Regions from separate parts of the Capra hircus genome. Here region 1 is linked to region 2. A link is a contact called in public Hi-C data. All regions are on one chromosome and are shown on one strand. Each heading gives the region's core, a stretch centred on a gene start, on an enhancer-like site or on the middle of the called end of the contact. The rest is flanking DNA. Distances are from core to core; before and after follow the strand shown.

Region 1 (6,181 bases), core at 1,358-3,857, 370 kb after region 2:
CGACTAAATAAAACAAGCTCTGACAGTTGGGCAGCTAACTCGCTGAGATACCAGAAACACTGCTCTCAGACACAATACTCAGATCCTATACATTCTGCATAGCTTCCCTACATCATTTTCCTAAATAATACTCTTAATTTCAGTCGGTTAGTAGACACCAAATTGAAAATGACCAAGCTTAAAGAGAGCAATTTTCTTAAAACTTCCTGAAATTTGGCTGAGTCTTTTACCTTATTTTATAAAGGTTGCAAGCAAGAAGACTGCGCAGGAAATTCCTATGCCGCCCCATTTAAGTAGTACCTACAGAGAACTGACCCTAATTTCTCTACCAATGCAGGGGCTGAGACGAGCAGAGGGGCAAAAGCAGGACCTACCTTTCTGCAGATATCCACTCTTGCCCCTGATTTCCACACTTCCCGAAACCCATGGCTAAGTGACATTGCCAGTGTTCAAATGGATGCCTAACATGGCTTGGGTCCCCTTCTCATTCTACCCTAGACACAAGATGACGGATCCCAGAAGCTCATTACCCAGCTATTCAAACTCTAAAATGACAGCACTGTTGCCAAAAGTGCTCTTCCAACCTCCTCTGAAGAGTGTACCCGCAGCCTGTCTGGAAATACTTTAAGGAGGAAGCTACCACCCCACCATCCGCCCTACCCTTGGGGCACCGTCTGGCTGCCCACATCCCTGCCGGGATCCCGACCTGTGGGATATTAATCTGAAACAGACAATGGGACTTCTGTCAAAGTGACCCTCTCAGCCTGAACAACATATCCCACACCGTACGCTCTTAAGGCCAGGCTTTACCTTTCTGGACGTGGATGATGTCAGGGAAGTTGGCCAGGTGGCCCTGATACAACGCCAACAGGTCCATTACCGGGTCCAGGTCTTGCCTGGGCTGCTCGGCGAAGAGCTCGCCGATGGCGTCGTAGGCATCTCCGGTGAAGGCGATGGCCTGGTTCAGGCCGGCCGAGAAGGCCTGCTGGTCCAGCTCAAAGGCCTGGCTGAGGCCACGGAAGGACTGCCCCACCCTCTGGTACTCCTTCTTGAAGCCGGTCACCTGCTTGCGCGCGAACTCGTTGGCTGTGTGGTTGAGCTGCAGCGCGCTGTCGTCCATCTTCTTGGTGAAGCTCTTGAAGCCTTCGATCTTGCTCTCCACCTCCTGCAGGTCGAGGGCGGCGGCGGGGGGCGTGCTCAGGGTCAGGAAGAAGTTGGCGCCCACCATCTCATCCTTCTCGGCCTTCCTCTTGCCCTGCTTCCAGGCCTTCTCGTCGGTGCTGCTGGGGCAGGTCAGGAAGTGCTGGAAGACGTCGCACTGTGCCAGCACCGGGTGGCTGGCCATGTGGTTCATCCACCAGATGAGGCCCTTTCTGCGCTTGGAGATGAAGTCCTCCTCGAAGCGGCCGGTGGCCTGCTTCTCGGGCAGGTGGGGCACCGAGATGACGGGGAACTTCTCGGCCAGGCGCGCGTACAGCCAGTCGAAGTGCTTGTAGCGCCGGTGCACCGGTACCTGCGTGTGCGTAGGCACCAGCTTGTACGAGATGTAGCTCTTCATGCCCTTGAACTTGGTCTGCTTGGTGGGGTCGTCGATGGTGCACTGGAAGGGATAGGGGTTCTCCTGCCACTCGGGGCCATAGGGGCCCAGCACCACACACAGCTTGTCCCCATCCTTCACGAAACCCGACGCCTCACCCAGCACGAAGGCCTCCCCGCCCGACTTGACGAAGGTGGAGAAGCGGTTGAGGTTACGGCTCACGGTGGCCGAGCTCTTGGCCCCCGACGGGTGGTGCTGCGGGGGCGCAGAGCCGCCGCGGGAGCCCAGCGACAAGTCGGAGCGCGTGGACAGGCGGTAGCGGCCAGCAGCGCCGACGCCCCCAGACGACGAGCCGTCGAGGTCTGGGTAAGCGCCGCTCCCCAGTGCGCCCGGCTCGTCAGCCACGGTGGAGCTGTCGTCCCACTCATCGTCCCAGTCATCGTCGCTACCCTGGCTGGCCTGGTAGCCGCCACCGCCGTAGAGCTGCTGCGGCGACGGCTGCAGGGCGCTCCCGCCGTACGAGAAGCCCGAGCCCGGCGGCTGGAAGGTGCTCGCCGGCGGCGCCTGTTGCGGTTGCAGCAGCGGCTGGAAGGCGTCGGGTGGCGGCTTGAAGGAGGTGGGCGGCGCGGCAGGCAGGGGCTCGAAGCCGCCGGGTGGCACGTTGGCGTAGCGGGCCGGGGCGCCCGGGCCGCCGTCGCCCGCCGGGCTGGGCTCGGGGGCGCGGATCACCTGCACGTAAGAGGCCGGGAAGAGGCCGCGGTCTCCGCGGCTGTTGATCCCCTCGAGCCAGCCCTCGATGTCCTGTTCGCTGCACAGGCTCAGCACCTCGTGTTCCCGCAGCGAGATCTCGCCCGGGTTCTCCGACCTGAAGTCGTAGAGCGCCCGGGCGCGCAGCGCCATGGTCCCGGCACCCCGGCGGGCTGCCCCCTGACCCCCGGCGCCCTGAGCCTGGCGCCCGCCCGAGGGGCCCGCGGTGGTGCCCGCGCCCTGGCGCGCGGAAAGGAGCCCCGAAGGCAGTACACGCTCCTGAGCCCCCACCCGCTGGTCGCGCCCTCCGCGCCGCTCCGCTAGCAGCGCAGACTGCCGCGCTGGGCCGCCGCCGCCGGTCGGGGGCGGGGCCCGGGGCCTCCCACGTCCCCAGCTGCGCTAATCCACGGCCGAGAGTCGCGCTCCAGGCGAGAGCAAGCGATGGCCGAGCCGCCGCGCACGACCCCAGGTTCGACTCCGTGGCCGCCACTGCCCCCTTGTGGCCAGTGCCGTTCAGTGAGGCGCAGGGGTGAGAGCTTGAGGGTGAAGGTTTCTATTCAGAAGTGAACTGAGATTTTTCTTTTTTAGGCTTTTAAGTTGAAAAACAAAAAGTATCCTAGAAAGTAAGTTAATATTTTCATTGCTGATTAACGTTCCCACTCTGAGTGCTCAATGAATACTCGTACAATGACATAAACCCACGCGTCTGTTGAAGGGTTTTCAGTGAAGGTTAGCTATTGCGCTAAGAAAGACGGAATGCCGGGAGGGGCGCTGTAAACTGACGGAGAAGCTCCCTAACATCTACCCACTGTAGGTTTTTGGTCAAAAAAGACAGGAGCGTGACAAGAGCAAAGTAAGGAAGGCGCTGCGTTCCACCAATTAAGAGGCTAAGGGTGGTGTGGCGGAGGGAGGCATTGGAGAGTTTACACTAAAATAAATGTGCTGAGAAAGCTTGCATTTTAAACGCTTGAATGAGAGTTTACGCTTCCGCCCCAGGCTACTGGGGTCGATCTGTCTTCTGATAATCCCTGCCTGTATGACCTTGAGCAAGTCACTTTTTGCACTCCGGGATTTGTGGGGATTTGATAATCGTGGAATCCCTATTTACAGAGGAGGAAAATGAAACAGAGAGCTAGCATTATAGGTGGGAAGCACCGTTTAAGTGTTTGCTGCCGCTGTTGCTGCTGCCGTTGTTATTTTGAAAAGCAAAAACCTTGTCCTCCTTCATAAGAAAGAAAGAAAAGAAAGAAGAAAGTGAAGTCACTCAGTTCTGTCCGACTCTTTGTGACCCCATGGACTGTAGCCCACCAGCCTCCTCTGTCGATGGGATTCTCCAAGCAAGAATACTGGAGTGGGTTGCCATTTCCTTCTCCATTATAAAGAGAACAGGGGTCCTAATTTCAGTCTCCGGATATGTGCTGGAGGAAGGCTACCAGTATTCAGACCCCTGCTCCTAGTCTGGACTCAGTGACCACCCCTCTCCATTCATTTGTCTCACTATGTTTATATTATTTTTAAGATAAGTAGATAAAATCACTTCCTGAAGTTTAAATCAACGCCAATCTCCTAGAGTTGCCTTATTTCACATTTTCTTTTCTTTCAGAGTATAATTTGCCTAAAGCTTTTTCTTCTCAGAATCTCCTCTTATTAAGTCTAGCCTAATTATTCCTTTGAAGACACCTCTAATTGGGTGTTAGCATTCATATGTCATTAATTTCATCCTGTCTTCTGACCCTTTTCAAGCAAATCTGGGAAACAAGCCAGAAGAGTATACAATCATAAGAGCTGTGGAATTCTAAGCTTCCTGCACAAAACCACCAACCCAGTATACCAGAGTTACTCCCACAGTATTTATCCCTAATACAAACCCTTAATTCAGTTCAGTAAGCAACTTCTGAATTACACCACTTGTAGCTGAAAATTCTGGGTTAGGACAGTTCTCACAGCAAGTAACAGAGGTCACTGAATTTTGATGTCAGCAATTGATGTGCTCAGAATCATGACATCAACATCTATGAAACATCAAGATTACAATTTATTTTACTTATTAGCTCCTGAGAAGCTAATCCGAAATATTTAAGATAAATCTATTCTGTTTCACCTTTACTATTCATCTGGTAGTTAACCTTAAAGAGTTATTTAAGTAGCATGAAACTTGTGATGCTTTGTGATTTCAAATAGAGAAGGAGACTGAAAATCTGTTTCAGGTGTGAATGTTGCTGAAATTTGAGGGGATTTATAGATAGGTTGGACTTCTCTGTAGAGTCATGGCTGGGGAACTGCTGGATTCCAGAGGTTGTTTGCAGAACCAGTGCAGGAGCAAATGTTTAGCGGTCATGAACGAGAGGGACATGGTTCCTAGCCCCATGGCACCCTAATAGCAGGAAAGACCCCACCCCTTAAAGGCCGTGGATAGCTAGAAAATATACTCAAGTATTAAATCCTATAAATGTTCACTCAAGGAAGTAGATATAGTAGTACATTGCAAAGAGATTTCTCTAGAAAATGAAGCATATTACTTCAATTTACAGAACTTCAATTAACTCAATTTACAGAATCATCATTATAACCATCAACTATTTCCATCTCATTATGCTTTTCTAAAAACAAGTCACTAGGGAATACTAAATGGCTCCAAACGACATTTTCACACTTCTTTCCTTGGCCTCAGAGGTAGGAGGCCTCACCCTTAGGTGGCTGGGCTCCTGCCCCTCTTTCTATCCCTCTCTTCCACTGGAGAGAAACCGCAGTGGTTTCTCTGCTATTTCTGGAACAAGACAAGCATGCCTTGCTTTTTTTTTTTTCCAGTAGACTTTGGTTTTTTAGAGCAGTAGTAGGTTCATAGCAAAACTGAGCAGAAAGTAAAGAGATATTTCCGTATACAGCCTGCCCCTCTCCTACCACCCCCATACACAGCCTCCCCATGGACACATCCATCACCCAAAGTCCAGAGTTTCTGTTAGGATTCACTCAGTGTTGTACATTCTGTGGGTTTGGACAAATGTATAATGACGTATTCACCATTACATTATCATACAGAATACTTTCACTGCCCCAAGACTCCTCTGTGTTCTGCCTGCTAATCCCTTCCCTCCTCCCTCCCTCCTCAGTTCAGTTCAGTTCAGTCGCTCAGGCTCAGTCGTGTCCGACTCTTTGCGACCCCGTGAATCGCAGCACGCCAGGCCTCCCGGTCCATCACCAACTCCCGGAGTTCACTCAAACTCATGTCCATCGAGTCGGTGATGCCGTTCAGCCATCTCATCCTCGGTTGTCCCCTTCTCCTCCTGCCCCCAATCCCTCCCAGCATCAGAGTCTTTTCCAATGAGTCAACTCTTCACATGAGGTTATTGAAGTCAGTGAAGTTGCTCAGTCGTGTCCGACTCTTTGCAATCCCATGGACTATAGCCTACCAGGCTCCTCCACCCACAGAATTTTCCAGGCAAGAGTACTGGAGTGGGTTGCCATTTCCTTCTCCAGCATGAGGTTATTAGAAAGGCCAAAATCCAGAACACTGATAACACCAAATGATAGTGAGGATTTGCAGTAAACAGGGACTCTCATTCTTTGCTGGTGGGAATGCAAACTGGTACAGTCATTGCAGAAGACCATTGGAATTTTCTGACAAAATTAAACATACTTCAGTAATCGCATTACTTGATATTCACCCAAAGGAATTGCTAACTTACAGCCACACAGAAACCTGCACAGAGATATTTACAGCAGCTTTATTCATAATTGGCAAAACTTGGAAGCAACCAAGATGTCCTTCTGTAGGTAAATGGATAAACCGTGGCGTACCCAGGCAATGAAATACTATTCAGTTCTAAAAAGAAATGAGCTACCAAGGTATGAAAAGACACGGAGGAATCTTAAATGCACATTACTGAATGAAAGAAG
Region 2 (6,386 bases), core at 2,033-4,532:
AAACGCGTGATTATTGCTATTTCACTAGAATAAAATCAGATGCCACATGTAAGGGTTGAGATCTTCCCCCAATGTTACGAGCATGTCTTAAATATTCCAATGCAAAACATTTTAATTTCAATATGTAGTCCATAAGTGTGGGAAGGGGTTTCCATGTCCAGGTTTCTCTTTATCTTTGTGAATGGCCATATTTTCTCAATAAAACACTATGAGATGAGATTGCTTAATTATGATTCTTGGTCTTTCAGGTGAGAGTGAATTTGGGGACAGGTGAACCAGTGCTTCTTTCTGAGCAAAGGCTTCGTGTGGATGACTTGGCTTGGCATTTAGTGGAAATGTACTGTGTTAAGGATCATGTCTCTCTCGTTATTGACAAACACTATGAGATGACTGGCCGGATCACTGGTGGGATGCACAATTTGCACTTTCAGCATGGAATCTACATCGCGGGCCACGATGGACTTGATGTCTCATTTCTTGATGGACAGCTCCCCAATTTCCGTGGCTGTATGGAGGATGTGGTGTTTAACCAGAGGGAGATCCTTTCCTCTCTTAGATCTTACCCTGGTTTTAAGAAAGTTTATGAGGTGTCACTAGGATGCAGTGATGAATTTTTTGCAGGAGAGGATGAAGCCATCAATTTCTTTAGCTCCAGATCCTATGTCACCTTCCCAGAGTGGAAGGTCCAACGGGATGGGCTGTTGGAATTTGCTTTGCAGACTGGAACTCAACAAGCCTTGCTTTTATTTCAGTCAGGTAGGGAAGGAGATTTTGTCGCTTTGGAAATAGTTAAAGGTCTTTTGAAGGCTCATGTAGGAAGGAATAGGAGTGATACTCAGCTCTCTTCTTTCAGCTCAGTTAGTGACGACCAGTGGCACGATATTCAACTCAGATTCACTGAAAGATACTTGGACCTGATGGTGGATGAACAAAGAGTAAGGACAAACCTGCCTTTGCAGAGCAAACTGTTTGTATCTGCAGGCCCTCTCTTCGTGGGAGGTCTTGATAGACACAAGGGAGAAGAAGTTAGGAGGTTAGGACTTGCCTCTGTGTCTGGGAAATCTGCTGGAGGAATCTCTTTTAAAGGGTGCTTAAAAGGCTTGGAAGCCAACTCAGAAAAGAAAGCATTAAAGGATGCCTTTGTTTCCAAAGATATATCTGCTGGGTGTAAAACGGAGGGCAGTGATAATGAAAACCCTTTTGCAACAACCTTGGAGAAACTGCTGCTGGCAGAAGTTCCCGTTTCCACTGCCGACTCTGAGGCGGGCAAGCCTAGTCTTCAAGATGTGAGTAGCTATTTCTTGGTCCTGAATAACTTGGAGGTCCAAGAAGGTGGGCAAGCCTTACTGGAACAAAGGCATATGAAGGTGGATATGGAGCTGAAGGATTTGGGTATCCATCAGTCTCAGATACTCTTTAAAATAAAGGAGATGCCTGTTTATGGGTTCCTTCGATTAGATGTTTCCCCTGAGCAAGGACCGGAAAAAGTTTTCACTCTGCTGGATTTGGAGCAAGGGAACGTTTGGTATGTCCATGACGGTTCAGAAGAACCTAGGGATTATTTCACATTTTCAGTCTCTTCCAACAGCAAGAGGGAAGTGCCACTGCATCTGCAAGGACATGTTTCTTATGTGTTTAATATTGTTGTCATTCCAGTAAATGATCCCCCAAACCTTAAGCTCCCTGAAGGAAACTTGCTTCTCGTGTTTGAGAATTCTAAGAAACGACTGACTCCAAATATCATACACGTTTCAGACCCAGACACAGATTCCTCGAGTCTTAGTGTCTCAGTGCTTGGCAACTTCAATTCAGATGCTGGGTTTTTAGAAAACATCAATGATCCCGGGAGAGGCATTAGTGGTTTCTCATATGGGGATTTAAGAGATGGCAATATTTTCTATGTGCACAGGGGCCATCCAAACTCCCGGATCCTTCTGAGAGCAAATGATGGAGAGCTGGTTAGCAGTACAGTGGTGTTGCGGGTCATGGCTATTCCTTGGGAGTTGGCAGTGGCCAAGCGGACCGGTGTGGCCGTACAGCAGGGTGGTTCGGTTCTGATTACACAGAGCAACTTGTCGGTGGAGGTTAATGGTGAACGCCCTGAGGTGGACACCCGTTATGTTATCACTTATCCACCTCGCTTTGGCCAAATTCAGCAGCAAGGGCCAGGTGGCGAGTGGAAACAAATCAGTACCTTTTCTCAGCGTTCTGTTGATCGGAGTCAGATCCGGTACTGTACTACATTTAAAGATTTGCAACTAGAAAATGTTACGGATCACTTTAAATTTAAAGTTGACATAGAAGGAAAAAGCAGCGAAGAGCTGGTGTTTCCTATTACGATACAGTGGCTAAAGTTTACCCTTCTGAAAAATGTTGCCCTTGAGATCAGTAAAATAAACAGGCATGTATTGAATTCTGATCACTTACAGGCCGTGACAGAGGGGGTGGAAGTAGCTGAGAGGGAACTGCATTTTAAGTTACTGAGCCCCCCTAAGAAAGGAAAATTGTTACTTGGCACAGAAGTTCTACAGATAAACTCAGTCTTCAGCCAACAAAACATTACAGATGGAAAGATAAGTTATGAACCACAGGAGAGGCCCAGGGAACATTCACAAGATATTTTCAGGTTCTTGATGGTTGCAAAACACATAGAATCAAAAGATTATACTTTCAGAATCAACTTTAAAGCAGAGAGGAGGCACATTATTGTAACGAACAGAGGATTACTTGTAAAAGAGGGAGAAGGGAAATTAATCACAAAGTCGGAATTATTTGCTCAAACCTTAGACAATCGGACTTTCCAATATACAGTCACCAAGAGTCCGCAACACGGGAAGCTGAAACTGATCCGCTTTTTAGATTTTCCTGGAAATCAGGACATTACTGCCTTCACGGATCAAGATATCCTGGGTGAGGAGCTGATATATGAGCACGATGACTCTGAGACCCAGAGTGACGAATTCCTCCTCGTGGCCTCCACCGCAGGACCAGACCAGGAGGGAGCGTTCAGGGATCTTGACACGGAGCATCTGTCTACAGAAATCAAAGTCACCATTTCTGTGGAGTTAAAGAATGACGAGAAACCAGTGCGCGTGGTGGATAAGGTCTTTCAGGTTGTGCGGAACGGCCAGCGCTTGTTGACCCTCTCAGATCTCTGCTACCATGACCCTGACTCAGATTTTGACGACGGGCAGTTGCTCTACATCCGGCGGGGCATCCCGAACGGGGACTTGGTGCAAGCCAGTGACCCGACGCAGAAACTCTACCAGTTCAGGCAAGAGGACCTGCGGGAAGGACGCGTGCTCTTCAGGCACTGGGGCGCAGACTCGGCCCGCTTTGTGTTGTTCGTGACGGATGGTGTCCATTACACATCATCCCTCCTTGAGGTCAGCGTGTCAGACCCCTACGTCCGTGTAGTCAACAACACGGGGCTGCTCGTACAGAGAGGAAAAGACAGCAGCCTCACAACAGCCAACCTCAGTGTCACCACAAACCAAGATGTCAGAACAGACCACGAGGTCGAATTCCATATTGTGCAGCCCCCAAAGCACGGCAGAGTGCTGGTCAGCAGCTCAGCGCCTGGCTCATTTTCCATGCATGACTTGAAGCAAGGGCATGTGACTTATAGGCATGATGGCAGTGGCAGCTTCGATATGTTCAACCTAACAGTGCGAGTTAAAGATATACATTTATATGTGGGAGTCTACGTGCAGGTGGACTCAGAAAGCCACCAACATCACACGCGAATTCTGCACAGCAAGACCCTTATGGTTGAAGAAGGAAAACCAGTAAAACTGAGTAGAGGAAGGCTTCAGGTAAGTGCTGGTCCCAGCTCCTAGCATTCTCCCCCTGTGGAACCACAGGGACAAATGATCTCTTTGTTTGCTCCTGAGAGCTATTTTTGTGCTGATTTCTCTCCTGGTATTTGGAATGACTTTTTAAAAATGCAGATGCCTTTGAGAAGAAAAGCCAGACGGTTCCACGATTTTGATACTGCTAATTGTTCTATTGGAAATGGAATATAACGAATCCTAAGTTCCCTTCATTTTAAAGTTGTGTGCATATGATCACACGAGTATGCATATATGTTTATAATGTAGAATAACCTGCGAAGGAGGAGGGAATGTATATATTATAGTCAATAAAGAGGTCATTACTTTTTTCATTTCTCATGGCAACACCGCCAATATTTCATTTGATCTGAGTTACATTTGTAATGTGGTGAAGCAGGGTATAAACGTGTAATTTAACAGACATAAAAAGGATTCCTAAAACAGACGAGGATACTATATTACACAGTTTATTTCTTTAGCTCTGAATGTGGCCTTGTGTAGTTTCTTGAAACTGATGGATAAATTGGCCCAGACCTGGGGAATGCCAAGGGTGAGACTTCACACCAGAAGCCGCCTGGTTTCCTGAGACTACAACTTGAGAGCCTCTAGCAGCACAGCCCTGCTGATCAGAGTTAGGGGAGAATGAGTAATCTGTGCAGGGTATGTAAACTGATTTATGACAGTTGGCCACAAATGCAAGCTATTCTGAATCTACCCTCAGGACTGCAAGCGAGTTTGCCTGCTTGCTAAATACAGCCGATAACATTAAGTAAAAATGAATTTGGACTTCTCTGGTGGGTCAGTGGTAAAGAATCTGCCTGCAGTATAGGAGACCTGGGTTCGATCCCTGGGTCGAGAAGATCCCCTGGAGGAGGGCATGGCAACCCACGCCAATATTCTTACCTGGAGAATCCCGTGGACAGAGGAGCCTGGCGGCTACAGTCCACGGGGTTGCAAAGAGTTGGACATGATTGAGCAACTGAACAGTAGCAGCAGCAGAAATGAATTCAAGTCAGAGCAATTTACTGAATAATGAGTTTTGACCAAGAGACTATGGAGCCCACCAGCTTTTTTCTCAATTATTTTTCAGGATCTTAGAGAATTTGTTTCACCACAAGGGGGTGTACACAGACTAAATCTATGGACTCTAAATCTGTCACAGAAAGTTTTGAGATGAATTTTGCTGAATCAGTAAATTAAATGTATATTTAAAATGCTGAGCTAGTTTAAAAATAGACTTTCCTTTAAAGTCTTGCAATTTTAGTACTTTATCTGCTACTTCTTCTACTATCTTTTGTTCCTTCTCTAGATACCATTTTATTTCTTTCAGCTCTATTTTCTGAGTCCTAGGTTTCTTGCCACTGTGAACTATGTCTTGATAATACATTAGTAACTGTTCAAATGTTGCTTTGTCTTTGTGATCAGGACTGAAATTCGAAATATTAGCATGGTTACCAGAACAGACCCAGGCTTAAACTGTGTCTTAACCTGGATTGTAACTTAAGCCATTTGTGAACATTAATAGAAAATAATTTGGTTCATCAAGGGTCTTGACTCTTCCATAGATTAATGTTTTTCTTTTTGTGTCTCTGTGTTGTTAATGTGCACTCAAGGCTGTGCACGAAGACCCTGTTCCTTCAGAGGCAGTGTTCATTGTTAGAACTCCGCCAGTGCATGGATACCTTCGAAGGACTTTCCCGGAGGAGGGTAGCGTGAGTACAGACGAGAAGTTCCCTTTGATGTTTACGCAGCAGGATGTTGATGATGGTTACATCCATTATGTACAGACAATGCCTGACCAACAACGGGACCGTTTTATACTGGATGTTATGAGTGGCTTCCAAGCTATGAGCAGACTTGAAATCCTGGTGGATATTGTCCCTAAACGTATTCCTCTGGCAGTACAAAATTTCACAGTCCAGGAAGGTGGCTCCAAGGCACTTCCAGAAGACTATTTCAGAATTCCAAGCAAGCATTTTGAGGGACTTGACTGTGAATTTGTTCTACTAAAACCACCCAAACATGGTTATGTTGAAAATTCTCATTTCCCAAGAGTAAAGCTGATGAAATTTACCAGGAAACAGGTAATAACTCTCAATTAATATATTTGGATTTGGATATGTTGGATAAGAAAAAATCTGGCTATTTATCACTTGGATTCACAGACTTTGGGAAGGGATGGGGCCTTAGAAGATATCTGGTCCAACCTCCCAGCAGATAGAGAAGCCCTTCCATGACGACTCCATAGAGAGATCATCTGGTCATTGCTTAAATATCCTCAGTGAGTTATTAGAGTGTTATTACTGTGATAGTTTGCTTTCTTACCATGAATAAAAGAATGATTTCCATACTTAAAAAAAATATTGCAAAGTATCCTTCAGATCCCCATTATTCCCTTTATAAGCTCCTAGGAACACACTGTCTTCAGGATGGAAACCATGAGCAGCTATCTAGCATCTTTGGATATCTTTGTCCAGTTAGCTAAGAACGTGTGTTGCTGCTTCATTTTGCTTCTAAGGATTTCACCTCATCAAGTGACTTGAATCCATTTAC

Evidence for each region. Hi-C and Micro-C count contacts between places; a contact is called where the count stands out from the background.
Region 1: a contact with region 2 is called in a Hi-C map of blood, with 2.7 times the contacts expected there. The contact joins the promoter of SNX18 here to the enhancer-like site in region 2. A contact is called at or near these places in 4 of 5 Hi-C or Micro-C datasets (blood and liver).

Annotation. Positions count from the first base shown.
Region 1 is chr20:24,637,151-24,643,331 of ARS1.2, forward strand. SNX18 (sorting nexin-18) reads right to left here and starts at 2,608. Exons shown (of 2, transcript XM_013972781.2): 1 at 811-2,608. The coding sequence starts at 2,437.
Region 2 is chr20:24,266,604-24,272,989 of ARS1.2, forward strand. It overlaps LOC102185312 (chondroitin sulfate proteoglycan 4), which reads left to right. Exons shown (of 10, transcript XM_018065745.1): 3 at 249-3,815; 4 at 5,447-5,917. Among named protein-coding and RNA genes, the nearest start is that of ESM1, 110 kb to the left of the region's middle. Within about 2 kb of position 3,283, at least 1 of the 5 cell types and tissues checked has an H3K27ac peak or open chromatin away from gene starts, as enhancers often do.